Regions from separate parts of the Triticum aestivum genome. Here region 1 is linked to region 2. Evidence: chromatin contacts called from public Hi-C data. All regions are on one chromosome and are shown on one strand. Each heading gives the region's core, a stretch centred on a gene start, on an enhancer-like site or on the middle of the called end of the contact. The rest is flanking DNA. Distances are from core to core; before and after follow the strand shown. Region 1 holds the start of LOC123121346 (aminopeptidase M1-C). Region 2 holds the start of LOC123121337 (serine/threonine-protein kinase PBL34).

Evidence for each region. Hi-C and Micro-C count contacts between places; a contact is called where the count stands out from the background.
Region 1: a Hi-C map of leaf shows a contact between it and region 2, with 5 times the contacts expected there. The contact joins the promoter of LOC123121346 here to the promoter of LOC123121337 in region 2. A contact is called at or near these places in 3 of 5 Hi-C or Micro-C datasets (all in leaf).

What each region holds. Positions count from the first base shown.
Region 1 is chr5D:302,728,406-302,734,359 of IWGSC CS RefSeq v2.1, forward strand. It overlaps LOC123121346 (aminopeptidase M1-C), which reads left to right and starts at 3,827. Exons shown (of 20, transcript XM_044541299.1): 1 at 3,827-4,084. The coding sequence starts at 3,971. It overlaps LOC123121345 (aminopeptidase M1-C), which reads left to right. Exons shown (of 20, transcript XM_044541298.1): 12 at 570-852; 13 at 925-1,046; 14 at 1,136-1,233; 15 at 1,486-1,663; 16 at 1,740-1,854; 17 at 1,939-2,006; 18 at 2,121-2,198; 19 at 2,682-2,756; 20 at 2,868-3,418. The coding sequence ends at 3,050.
Region 2 is chr5D:302,209,036-302,214,635 of IWGSC CS RefSeq v2.1, forward strand. It overlaps LOC123121337 (serine/threonine-protein kinase PBL34), which reads left to right and starts at 3,313. Exons shown (of 6, transcript XM_044541282.1): 1 at 3,313-3,604. The coding sequence starts at 3,358.

The DNA of each region.
Region 1 (5,954 bases), core at 2,577-5,076, 520 kb after region 2:
TCGGACTTACATATGACGTGTATTATACGGCAATAGGCATGAATTAATTATCAAACTTTAATCATGAAGTATGCTTTTTCTGTAGTAATGTACTTGCATGTTTAATGGTGACAATTTGGGATATATGTTTGAGTTTCTGTACTTTACTTTCAGTCTTCTGAAAGGATGTTTATTTCTAATAAATCCAGACAAGCAATTCAAAACATAATCATTACATTTGTCCTGTCAAATGTGAGTCTCCATGTATAATTTGATGTGCAGTGATAAATTATGGTATTAGGTCAGACTGTCTTCCTTTCCTTAAATATGTTGATTATTTACAATTATTTGCCAATTATTTCATGTATTGCTGTACCCACTTCCCTCTACGAGTTAATAGACCACCCTTAGCCACTAGACCAAAGCAAATAGAGGGTTCTCACAGAAGTGCGTCTTAAAAGTGGATATTTTATATTGGTTAAAGTGAAAAATCTAATAAATGAAAATGTTAAGTACTTGATCTCGTTGACCGATAGATCTTCATGTATAGCATTTTTCTCCGTGAACTTAATGATTTCTGTTTGTTGCAGGCCCAGTTTTTGTTAGATGGGTCCTCTGGCTCTGGCATGTGGATTGTCCCTATAACTTCAGGATGTGGTGCATATGATACACAGAAAAAGTTCTTGTTGAAACTTAAACGTGATAAGATGGTCATTGGTTCACAATGTGGTGACCGAAAGAAGGGTGGAAACTTTTGGACTAAGTTGAATATAAATGGAACTGGATTTTACAGAGTTAAATATGACGATGAGCTTGCAGCTGCACTTCAAAATGCGTTGGAGACAAAGAAGCTCTCACTAATGGATAAAATTGGTAAACGCAACATGTGCCGTTGAATCTGCTTGTAATCTTTTGGTGGTAGGTATTATAACATTAGCATTGCAGGCACTGTGGATGACTTATATGCGCTTTCTATTGCCCGCCAGCAAACATTTGCGTCGTTGCTACGTTTACTCTACGGTTATCGTGGGGAAGCTGATTATAGTGTTCTTTCACACATAAACACTGTACGTAAATCCTGTAGGTCCAGTTGATTCTATCGTGTTCAATTGTTCATGAAGATAAATCGCCTATATCTTTTACTTTGGATTGGCAGGTAACCACAAGTATAGCTAAAGTATCTGCTGATGCTACTCCTGCCTTGGCTGGTGACATCAAACAACTTTTGATCAAGATTCTTTTGTCACCTGCAGAGTATGCCCCCACCATAACTGCTATGAGTTTCTTAATGTGTTACACTCACAATAGATCATCTCTTTTGTTTCACAAAAAGGAAAAGGAAACATAATATGTCATTAATCTTCTTCCTAACTTCTCATGTTGCTTGAACATTCCTTCTTTTGTGGCCGATGCATGACAATCGCATGATTCTTTCATGTTATTACTGTATATTTGCTACATTTTCCTATGTTTCTTCCTTTTGACTATGTCACACTTGTCTTTCAGAAAGTTAGGCTGGGACCCCAAGAAGGGTGAAAGCCACCTGGATGTAATGCTTAGACCACTGCTGTTGACTGCACTTGTCCAACTTGGACATGGTAAGACCATTAATGAAGGAGTTAGGCGCTTTAACATCTTCACACGTGATCGCGGCACTTCTCTTCTTCCTCCGGATACTAGAAAGGTCCTACCTTTTGCTATCACTTCACGTGGTACTCCTATGATTACTTCTTCCATTTGTAACTTGCGCTGTTCTGCAGGCCGCATACCTTGCTGTGATGCAGAATGTTAGTAGTTCAAACAGATCCGGTTATGATGCTCTCCGAAAAATCTACAAGGAGTCAGCTGAAGGGGAGGAAAGATTACAAGTCCTAGGTGTGTAGCCCTTTGACCATGTTAAACTAGCAAAGCTTGCCCATGTTTTTGGTTGTTCTAAAAGCATTTTCTTATTGTTTCAAGGCATATTATCTTCTTGCCGGGATAAGGGTATTGTCCTTGAATCACTGAATTTAATTTTCACTAATGAGGTAAATGCAAATATCATTACTTTCTTCCACAATTATAGTCGAAGGTCTCTATGAGCTTCCTTGTGTCAAGTTGCAAGCTGTACTCAGGTCTCATATGCCTCTCTTGCTTGTCAGGTTCGCAATCAAGATGCATATATTCTCCTTAGAGGTATTCAACCAGAGGCACGTGAAATTTCGTGGAACTGGTTGAAGGTACGATCTCTTTTAACAATGAGGACCCTTTTATCTATGTGTGTTGACGTGTTGTTGATGCGTAAAAGTCGTTATTTCTGGGTCCTGTCTGGAACATCAGATTCTTGTAGGTATTCTAAACAAATTGGAATATCCAATCATGAGATGTTTCTTTTTCTACCAACTTCATTGAGACTTCTGCATTACAAAGAGGACCCAAGGTTCATCTGTTTTTGTCAACAAGAATTCAAGTCAAGTGGCATATTTGCAAACAGCTGAACTATGTTTGTGAATTTATTTCGGGATCGTGATCTCTTTATATGGATTTCCCTTGTGAATGTATTTTAAGTAGAGTGAATTTGAGGCTGCGGCACCCCACCATCTATTTTTTGCGGTTCCTTCATCTGACACCTTAGGAGATGACTGATGGTTCATATTAGTGCTAGCAGACTGAAACATTTGAAAACATGGTGCTAACATTTGTCCCGTACTGTCTGTCTGCAGGAAAACTGGGAGCGCATCTCAAGGACGTTTTCCGGGAGCTTGGCGGCGAATTTTGTTAAAAACATTGTTCCATTGGTACATTTAATCACAGTTCTATTGCCATATTTCCGTGATCATATTCCCCAGTTTTGCAGGTATTATTTCCATGAGGCCATAGCTAATGTGGACTTCCTTGTTTCTTGTCAGTTCACCTCCAACGAGAAGGCGGCAGAGATCTCCAAGTTCTTTGCAACGCGCACAAAGCCCGGATTCGAGAGGACGCTGAAGCAGAGCCTTGAAACCGTGCGGATCAGTGCGAGATGGGCCGAGGGCATCAGGAGCGAGCCCGGGCTTTCACAGACGGTGCGCGAGCTCCTGGCCAAGCCCTGACGTGCTGCAGCTAGAGTGCTAGGTTACAGTTGTTGTTGGCAATAAGAATGCATTTGTGCCTTATCATGTGTGGAAACTGTGGTTTGAGATGATATTTGGTTGTACATTTGTAGTGGTGGTGGTAGTGAGTCAGCTGATGCCAGTTTGTAGCCAAATCATTGATTGTTATGCATATGGTGCAAACGGGTTGTATGAAGAATGATAATGTCAAGGAGGAACTAGGTAGCATATCCATTAAAAGGAAATTCAGGCAAAACAAAGAAAATTTTGGCAAAGCTCCAATCTCAGTGTCATTAGAACAAGCCTCCTTGATGTATCCTTTTTGGTAAACTGAATGTACGAGGAGACTTCACGTGGGTGGTTATAAAGCCGAGCCGATGGAATATACGGGGCAACTCTTGATGCAAAGCAAATACATAAAATAAGATTGTGTTTGGTTTAAAGTAAAGATTTTCCAGCTCTCTTCGTCCCTTAATATAAGACGGTTTTTTGCAGTGACTGTGGTAGTGTACCTTAAACTGATAAAATAGGTATGTGTCCAATTAATATTTGGTTACCAAATATAAGAGATTTATCAGGTTACCAAATATATTAGATATTGATTGATACTTATCAAGTACATATGTAAGATATTGATTGATACTATTTATTTGCTTCTGGGTTGTGAATTTATTAGTACAATTTATTGGGTTACCAAAGATCGGCCGGCTCAGCTGAGTCAACCCACCCCCGCTGTCTCCGCTCCATATTTATACAGCGGCAGCCACCGGTGCTCCTCCCCACCCCCTCGCTCGCTCGCTCGCTCAGTAGTGGTAGGCCGGCAGGAAGGCCCCGCCCGCTCACTAGTGGTAGGCCGGCAGGAAGGCTCACAGCTGCCTGCCATCGACAACGCCCGGGAGCGCGCGTCGTCCGTTGTTTCCATGGCTCCACCCCGCGCCGGCGCCGGCGCCGTGCTGCTCGTGGTGGTGGCGCTCCTCTTCGTCGACGCAGCAGCGGCCGCCGGCGGCGGCATGAAGATGGCGACACACGGCGAGGTGCGGTATCGATCCCCTGCCCGCGAGATTACAAATTTTACTATTCTGCTGCATGCGTTGCAGGATGGTGTTGTAGTGGTCCATTTCATTTTTGAGAGAGCTAGTTGAAACTGATAGGAGGAAGCTTCACGTGGTGGGTAGCCGGCTAGGTAAGTCCAACCGGAGTCTATCTGTATCCCCGTTGCCTCCGTCTGGGCCTGAAACGGCTAGATGTATATATAGGGAAACGGCTACATATTGGCTTACCTGGAACAAAATAGGAAATCTATTCTTTTCAGCCGGCTGATTACGGGCTCGTCTAAACCGCCCTCTCCGCACGACACGCGTCCCGCTGGGCCCTCCCACTGCCCAGCCTTATCCCCTCATCTCTAGCGTCACGAGATCCACTGATTTTTTCATCAAACTCGATCCCCTTCTGTTCTGCTCCGCACCTCTCTCTCTCCTACAGCTCTCTCTATCATGGTCATGGACACGCTCTAAGCTCCGCTACCCTGCTGCCTCCCAAGCTCCATGCGACCGGTGCTGCATTGCAGCGCTCGTCGGTGATGCCGGCGCTATGATGCGGTGATCGTCGATAGCTGCGGCGATGCAATGTGGTGGGCTGGTGGCTCCCAAGCTCCAACACGGTGTTGCCCAAGCTCCACACGACCGGTGCTGCGTTGCATTGTTCATCGATGAAGTCAGCGCTGCGACGCGGTGGTCCGCGGTTGCTGCCGGCGACGCCGCCCTCGTCGGTCCGGCTAGCGCTGTGATGCGGTGGTCCGCGGTTGCTGCCGGCGACGCCGCCCTCGTCGGTCCTGCCAGCGCTGTGATGCAGTACTCGCGCCACTGCAAGGGGCATCGGGTGTTGTGATGCAACGCTCGTTGAAGATGTCGGTGTTGCTATGCAGCGTTGCCGGAATTTTTGTCTAAAAAGACCACCTATCGAACAAAATTGCTAGAAAAGATCCCCTTAGACAGATTGCCCAAAAAGACCCCTCGACCGTGGCGGCAGGCGCGCCAGGCCACACGTGGCACATGCCGCCAGGGGCGAGGCGGCAGCCCCTGCCGCCGGTGGGCCCAGCCGCCTCACTGGCTGGCGGCAGCACTGTACGTGGTGGGCCCTGCCGCCTCGCGCCCAAGCGGCAGGCTGTGCACTGCTGCGCGCCAGCCGGCCTCAGCGTATTGCACGGCAAGCATAGTGCACGGAGCTACTGAACCTAGTCAAGACTCACGGAGCTATTGAACCTTGACCCGATCGAGCAAGCTAGTCAAGACTCAGACAAGCCAGCTTTCACACAAACTTCAGTGCACGGAGCTATTAATCTTGACCCGAGCAAGCTAGTCAAATGCTGACCAATAGTAACCTTTTTTTTTCTTTTGCATGGGATCAATTAATAATGTGCAGGGACGTACATGCCGCCTGGCGCCTGGACGATTCTGGTGCAGTGCACAGCCTGCCGCCTGGGCGCGAGGCGGCCGGGCCCACCATGTACAGTGCTGCCGCCAGCCAGTGAGGCGGCTGGGCCCACCACGCCAGCCCGTTCCGTCGCGGCTCATCGATTCCTGTTATTTGCAGCCTGCCGCCTCGACCCGTGGCGGCATGTGCCACGTGTCGCCTGGCGCGTCTGCCGCCACGGCTCAAGGGGTCATTTTTGTCAATTTGTCTTAGAAGGGGTATTTTCTAGCACTTCTGTTCGGCAGGTGGTCTTTTTCGACAAAAAACCGCATTGCCGAAGCTGCGATGGAGCACCGCCGCACCGGTGTCGTGGCTACAATAAAGCATTGCCGGAGCTACGACGGGCTGCCCACGCTGTGTTGGAGCACCGTCACGCCGGTTTCGTGGTTGCAATGGAGCATGGCCGGAGCTGCGACAGACGGCCGGTGCTGC
Region 2 (5,600 bases), core at 2,063-4,562:
CACTACAAACTACATACGAATGTATATAGACATATTTTAGAGTGTAGATTCACTCATTTTGCTCCGTATGTAGTCCATAGTGGAATCTCTAAAAAGACTTATACTCCCTCCGTCTCAAAATTCTTGTCTTAGATTTGTCTAGATACGGATGTATCTAATACGAAAACGTGACTTGATACATCCGTATTTAGACAAATCTAAAACAAGAATTTTTGGACGGAGGGAGTATTTAGGAACGGAGGGAGTATTACGTGTTGGTTCTTTGCTCTGACGGTGATCATTTCATTTTCGTGACATGCATGTGAGCGTGGTTCGAGTTTCCTGTTGTTGACTTGGTCTCAGGAGGCTCGGCTGGTCAAACGTACAGCTGCCGGCCGCCGGTGCACGTGAGAGAAAGGAGGAGAGTCCACGTGAACATGCCACCTCAGTCAACAAGAATATTTCGAGCCGAATGTACGTGCCTAGCAGAGACTTTTGCTTTGAGCGTTTTCAGACTACCAGGCAAACTCTTCTCTTCAAACTTTGTTGATGAGTCTTGTGGATTTGCTTCCTCCTTGCCAGTAGTTTCGGCAGCCGGTGATGGAGAGATAAATCTCCGTGCCTTTGCTCCGGCTAGCGGTTTAAGTTAGTTTTTTTAATCCTCTCATGTGGGGCGCTTGGGCGGATGATAAGTTGTCTTTTCGAGTTTGTCTTTCGAGCTTCGATCCTTCTCGAGTTCGTCCATCAAAACACAGTAGATGAAGCTCCAGTGTAGATTCTTGTTGTCTGCGTTAAGTTTTTCTCGCTATGTGTGCGCAACGACGAGATTTGTTGGCATTTGTTTTAATCTATTCAAGGAGTAAATGGCAAAAAACCACCATAATTGAAGACCCTAATTCAAAAAACCATCACCATTCGTTTTTTTTCTTTCAAAAAACCGTCATCATTGTGCTGCTGACAGTTTTCACAAAACGCTAATTGACTGATTAGAGCAGTTTAAGTGGACAACTGATGACTGCGGCCCGCTGTCAGGTGCCATGTGTCCGGGAATGAGACGGCGCCGTTAGAATGTTGGCAAAAAAACGTTCGCATCATTTGCTCCTTCTACCCGCAACCGCCGCCAGGAGAGCTCAGCACGCGCGCCGCTGCCGTAGAGCGCGCCTTGTACCTCGCCGGTGAGCTACCGCGCAGGGGACATCTTTCTCCTTCCCCACGGCTCCCGCCCCGCTAGCAGTCCGCAGATCTGCGCTCGCACCCTCCGAGCGCATGCCAGCATCTGGCTCGCCAGATCCCCAGATCCCCTCGTCACCGGCACGTCTCCTCCAGCGCCGGCGGTCAGCGCCGCCACCTTCAACACCCCCTGTGCACTTCCCCTCCTCCTCCCGTCACGTGCAGGAACCAACACCGGGCGTACAGCAGGAACCAGAACGCGGCGAGGGCGACGAACGCCAGCGACATGACGCCGTAGAACGCCAGGAGCGGGCCATCCGACCGGGGAGGTAGCTGTAGCCGCGGCTGTTCTTCCTGGTCTTGCCCTCCGCGGCCACGTCGAGGGACGCGTCGCAGTGGACGAAGCGGAGGCTGTCCACGCCGGTGGGCGCGACGGCGACTGTCTCGTCAGGGAAGATGGCCTCGAGGGCGCCCGGCAGGAAGGAGGCGGCAAGCACCTAGGGCCAGTCGCGGCGGTAGTGTTGTTGGGCACGTGGTGCACGAGCGACCCTTCAGTGCACGCGCCGCGCTTCGCCATGTCCGGCGTGCACCAGAGCACGCACGCACCGCCGGCGACGACGTCAGAGCCCCCACCGCTGCGGACTGAGCCGTGCACCAGCTCCTCCTCGCGCGCTTCCCCTACTCCTGTTCCCGTCACGTGCTCCGCCGCGCTCGCCGGCGGCAGCGGAAGCCGCGTGTGCCGGACAGCCGACTGCAAACCGAGCCGCGCACCGCCACCTCCAGATCCTCCCTGCGCTTGCCCTTCTCCTCCCGCTCCACACCATGCTCGCTGCCCACCGCGGACCGCCAAGTGCACACAAGGTGCTCGAGAGAATGTAACAGAGAGAGAAGAGTGTACGTGCACGTTGACAGGTGGGCCCTACGCCCAGTTTAACGGCCCGTTAAAAAATGTCAAGTCTTCTTGCCATGTTAGCACTGACAGCGGGCCCTATCCGTCAAATCAAGCATCAACATGCATTTAGCGGTCTAAAAAAACTGAATGGCGGCGGTTTCCTGAATTAGGGTCCTCAATTGTGGTGGTTTTTTGTCCTATTCAAGAGTCCGACATAACAACTGCGGCTCCAGGGCGTTAATCCTTAGAGGCACGTTGCCATCGACAAGGTCAAGCTGGTTCCGATTGGGTAGCAGCATCTGCGGCTTGATCTAACAACAGTAGTGGTTGTTCGGTGGTCTAGAGGTGTCGATGTCATTTTTTATTATATTTAAGGTCATTTGCATTGCTGATTAACTTTATAACAAATCTGAAACTTTTTTAGAAAAAGAAGTACGTGCCTACTGTACTACACTTTAGAGCCGAAAATGGCAAGAAGAAATTCATGCATGCATAAACTAGTCATCACGTCGCCGCTTCTGCGTGACGGCTAAGAAGAAACTTTGCAGGGAACAGCTCAACCAAACGCAACCACCACTCCGTCCCAATCAATCATGGCGCTGCCACCAGTTTCGGAAGGAATGCCAGGCAGGGCAGAGACCCGTCCGTCCGTCCGTCCCGGTCCCACTCCGCAGAGCCGCCGGCCACGTCGGCGCACACGTCGTCGGCCGCGTCGGCGCACGCTGGAAAAGCCGTCCACGTCGGCCACGTGCTCGCGAAAGGAGAAAAAAAGGGGGCGAGCTCGCGAGGAACATCTGTGCTTTTCCTCCGCTGCCCTGTCCCTCTCTCCCTCTCGGCGCAATCCATCCATTATTCTCTCGCTTATTATTATTCCCCACTCCCCCCTCTCTCTCTCCCTCCCTCCCCGACTAGCTGCTGCCTGCTGCGGAGGCCGCCGCCGGAGAGGAGCGAGAAGGTGTGCCGCCGCGTCCGGGGGATCCGCGCCTCCTGCTTCGGCTGCGCGGTGGGCGACTCATGCGGTGGTCCGGAGGCGGGGGTGCTGCCGGGGGAGACGCGGTGGTTCGGGGCGGATGGCTCGCTGGTGCTTGGAGATTGGTGTGATTTGACGGGATTCGGTGGAGGCGCTGGGTTTCGTGGGGTGCCAGGGTTTCGGCGGTTGCGTGTGGGGGACGTGGGTGTTTGCTGCTCCCTGAGGCCGATCTGGCGGCGCTCGTGCGGGGGAGCGAGCTGATTCGACGCGATTTGGAGGTGTGGCGGCGGGATCTTCGTGAGGCTCTTTTCGCGAGGGGGGTAGGAGGAGGAGGTGGTGGTAGCCCATGGGGCTCGCGCCGCCGGAGCTGGGCCAGTTCGACGGGTGGGAGAGCTCTGGCGAGGAGGAGCGGGAGAGGTGGGGATGGTGCCGCCGCAGCAGCAGGCGAGGCCGCCGCCTGCCCCGGAAGGGCGGCGAGGAGGACGCCGGCGTCGCTACTGGCTGCTGCATCCGCCTCTGGCCCATGGGCAACTGCCCGCCGCAGCCGCGCTCCAAGGTCGACACCTCCACCAGCAGCGCCAGCACGCACGGCGGTAATGTCTCTCTCTCTCTCTCGCGGTGTTGCTTTCCATGTCTGCGGTTGATGCAATGCATGCATGCCCTAGTTGGTCATGGCCTATACTAGTCTGTTAGGTTGTTAATGCTGATGGTGTGTGTGTGCCTCTTCCACAGTGTTGCTTTGGATGTTCAGATTCAGATTCCATGTAACGGATGCCGTATGGTTGTCGGTTATAGTTCGTTAGGCTGTTAATGCTTGCGAGCGTGCGCCGCCGGTCACGTGTCGTTTTGGATGTTTCGGTTTGATTAATGTATGCCGTAGTTGGTCGGCGGTTACGGTTCGTTAGGTTCTTATAATGCTGAGGATGTGTGTGTTTTGGTGGTTAAATTGCTGGGGAGCTGAGTGAACTACATGTGAGTACAGCTTGGCACAAAAATCTTTGGCCGTTGCAACGTTGTCGAGAAATGAATGTACAAATGTCCTAGTATTTAGTATGACAAGCCGACAAAACATATGAATTGTGAAATAGTTGGCGAATTCTAGTATTCTATTGCATATTTAGCACTGCATTTCTAGCTGAGCTGTTAGTCTGTTAATGGTGATGACGTGCGCCGCATTCACGGTGTCGTTTTGGATGTTTCGGTTTGATGCAGTTTTGCATGTTCTAGCTGAGCTGTTAGTCTGTTAGTTGGTTACAGTTCGTTAGATTTCTAATGCTGAGGATGTGTCTGTTTTGGTGGTAAAATTGCTGGAGAGTTGAGTGAACTATGTGTGAGTGCACTAGTGCAGGGCACAATAATCTTTGGTCGTAGCCACGTTGTCAAGCAATGAATGTAGAAATGTCCTAGTAGTATGACAAGCCGACAAAACAAATTAATCGTGAAATAGTTGGTGAATTTTACCGAACATTGAGCACCGTATTTCTAGCTGAGATTCAGGTGTCGTCATCACCTAATTAATTAATGTGAAATTGAAGGATGGGATTCTGGAATAGCAAGTGTACATGTGGGACTAGTGGCATGACTGCTTTCATGAGTATCTATTTTTAGAATAGCATGGTATGTTGTTGCTTCACACAGGTTGCACTAAATCCTGTAACAATTTAATGAGAATCATGCACAAGCAATCACAATGGATGTTGATAACTTGATAATATAATGTTACTCACCTACCTGACTCTGATTTTGTTGATGTCATCTCCTGTATGATGTTTAAAATAGTAACCGCTTTCTCAAATCATATTCATCAAGACTTTTGCTTCATCCATAGATGGAAATGCATATTTGGAATGCATGAGAGATCAATATAGCCGCTTTATGAAGCCCTTTTGGTTTAGCTAGTGGCAACTATTTCTTACAAACAATACGTGGTTGGATCTCAGATAGATAATTTAGGTCCACTTTTGCATTTTTATGCCGTGCTGTGAAATCTAGTTAGTTATGTTAGGCTTGTGCTGGCCAGTACTAATTCTGGTACAATGTTTATCATATGGGCCTAGCGGACCTCTTTATGTAGTTTGTAATCTAAAGTAGACAAGAGCACTGGTTTGGGTAAGTAACAACTTTAATACCAAACAGTCCTTGTTGATTCTTCTCCGCTTGCTGACTAGATTATTTCAGAATTTTAGGCATGAAGAAATAGCATATTAACATGGTACCGGATGATACGAGGACTGAGTCTAGCCAGCTACTTAATTTTCCTCTAATTCGAGGATATATGCCTTGTGTTTGTACTTATGCCTTGGAACTAAAATCATGAGCTAAAGCATGATGTAGAGCTACGAGAAAGGACTCCAGTTGGCATATGGGTCCGTAGTTTCTGTCATGTTTATTAACTCATAACCCTTATAACTACCTTTGTCAGGTGCTCACAGTGAATCACTTCTCCCCTTCTCCTTCAGAGAAGCCTATTTCTATTTCTTTTTTTCGAAATTTGTGAAAGAAAAAAAAAACGGGTAGACTATTCACCTAGGTATTTGAAGGAGAAGCGTATTTCTGCTTCTTCTTTTGGAAATTTCTGATTAAATGGTT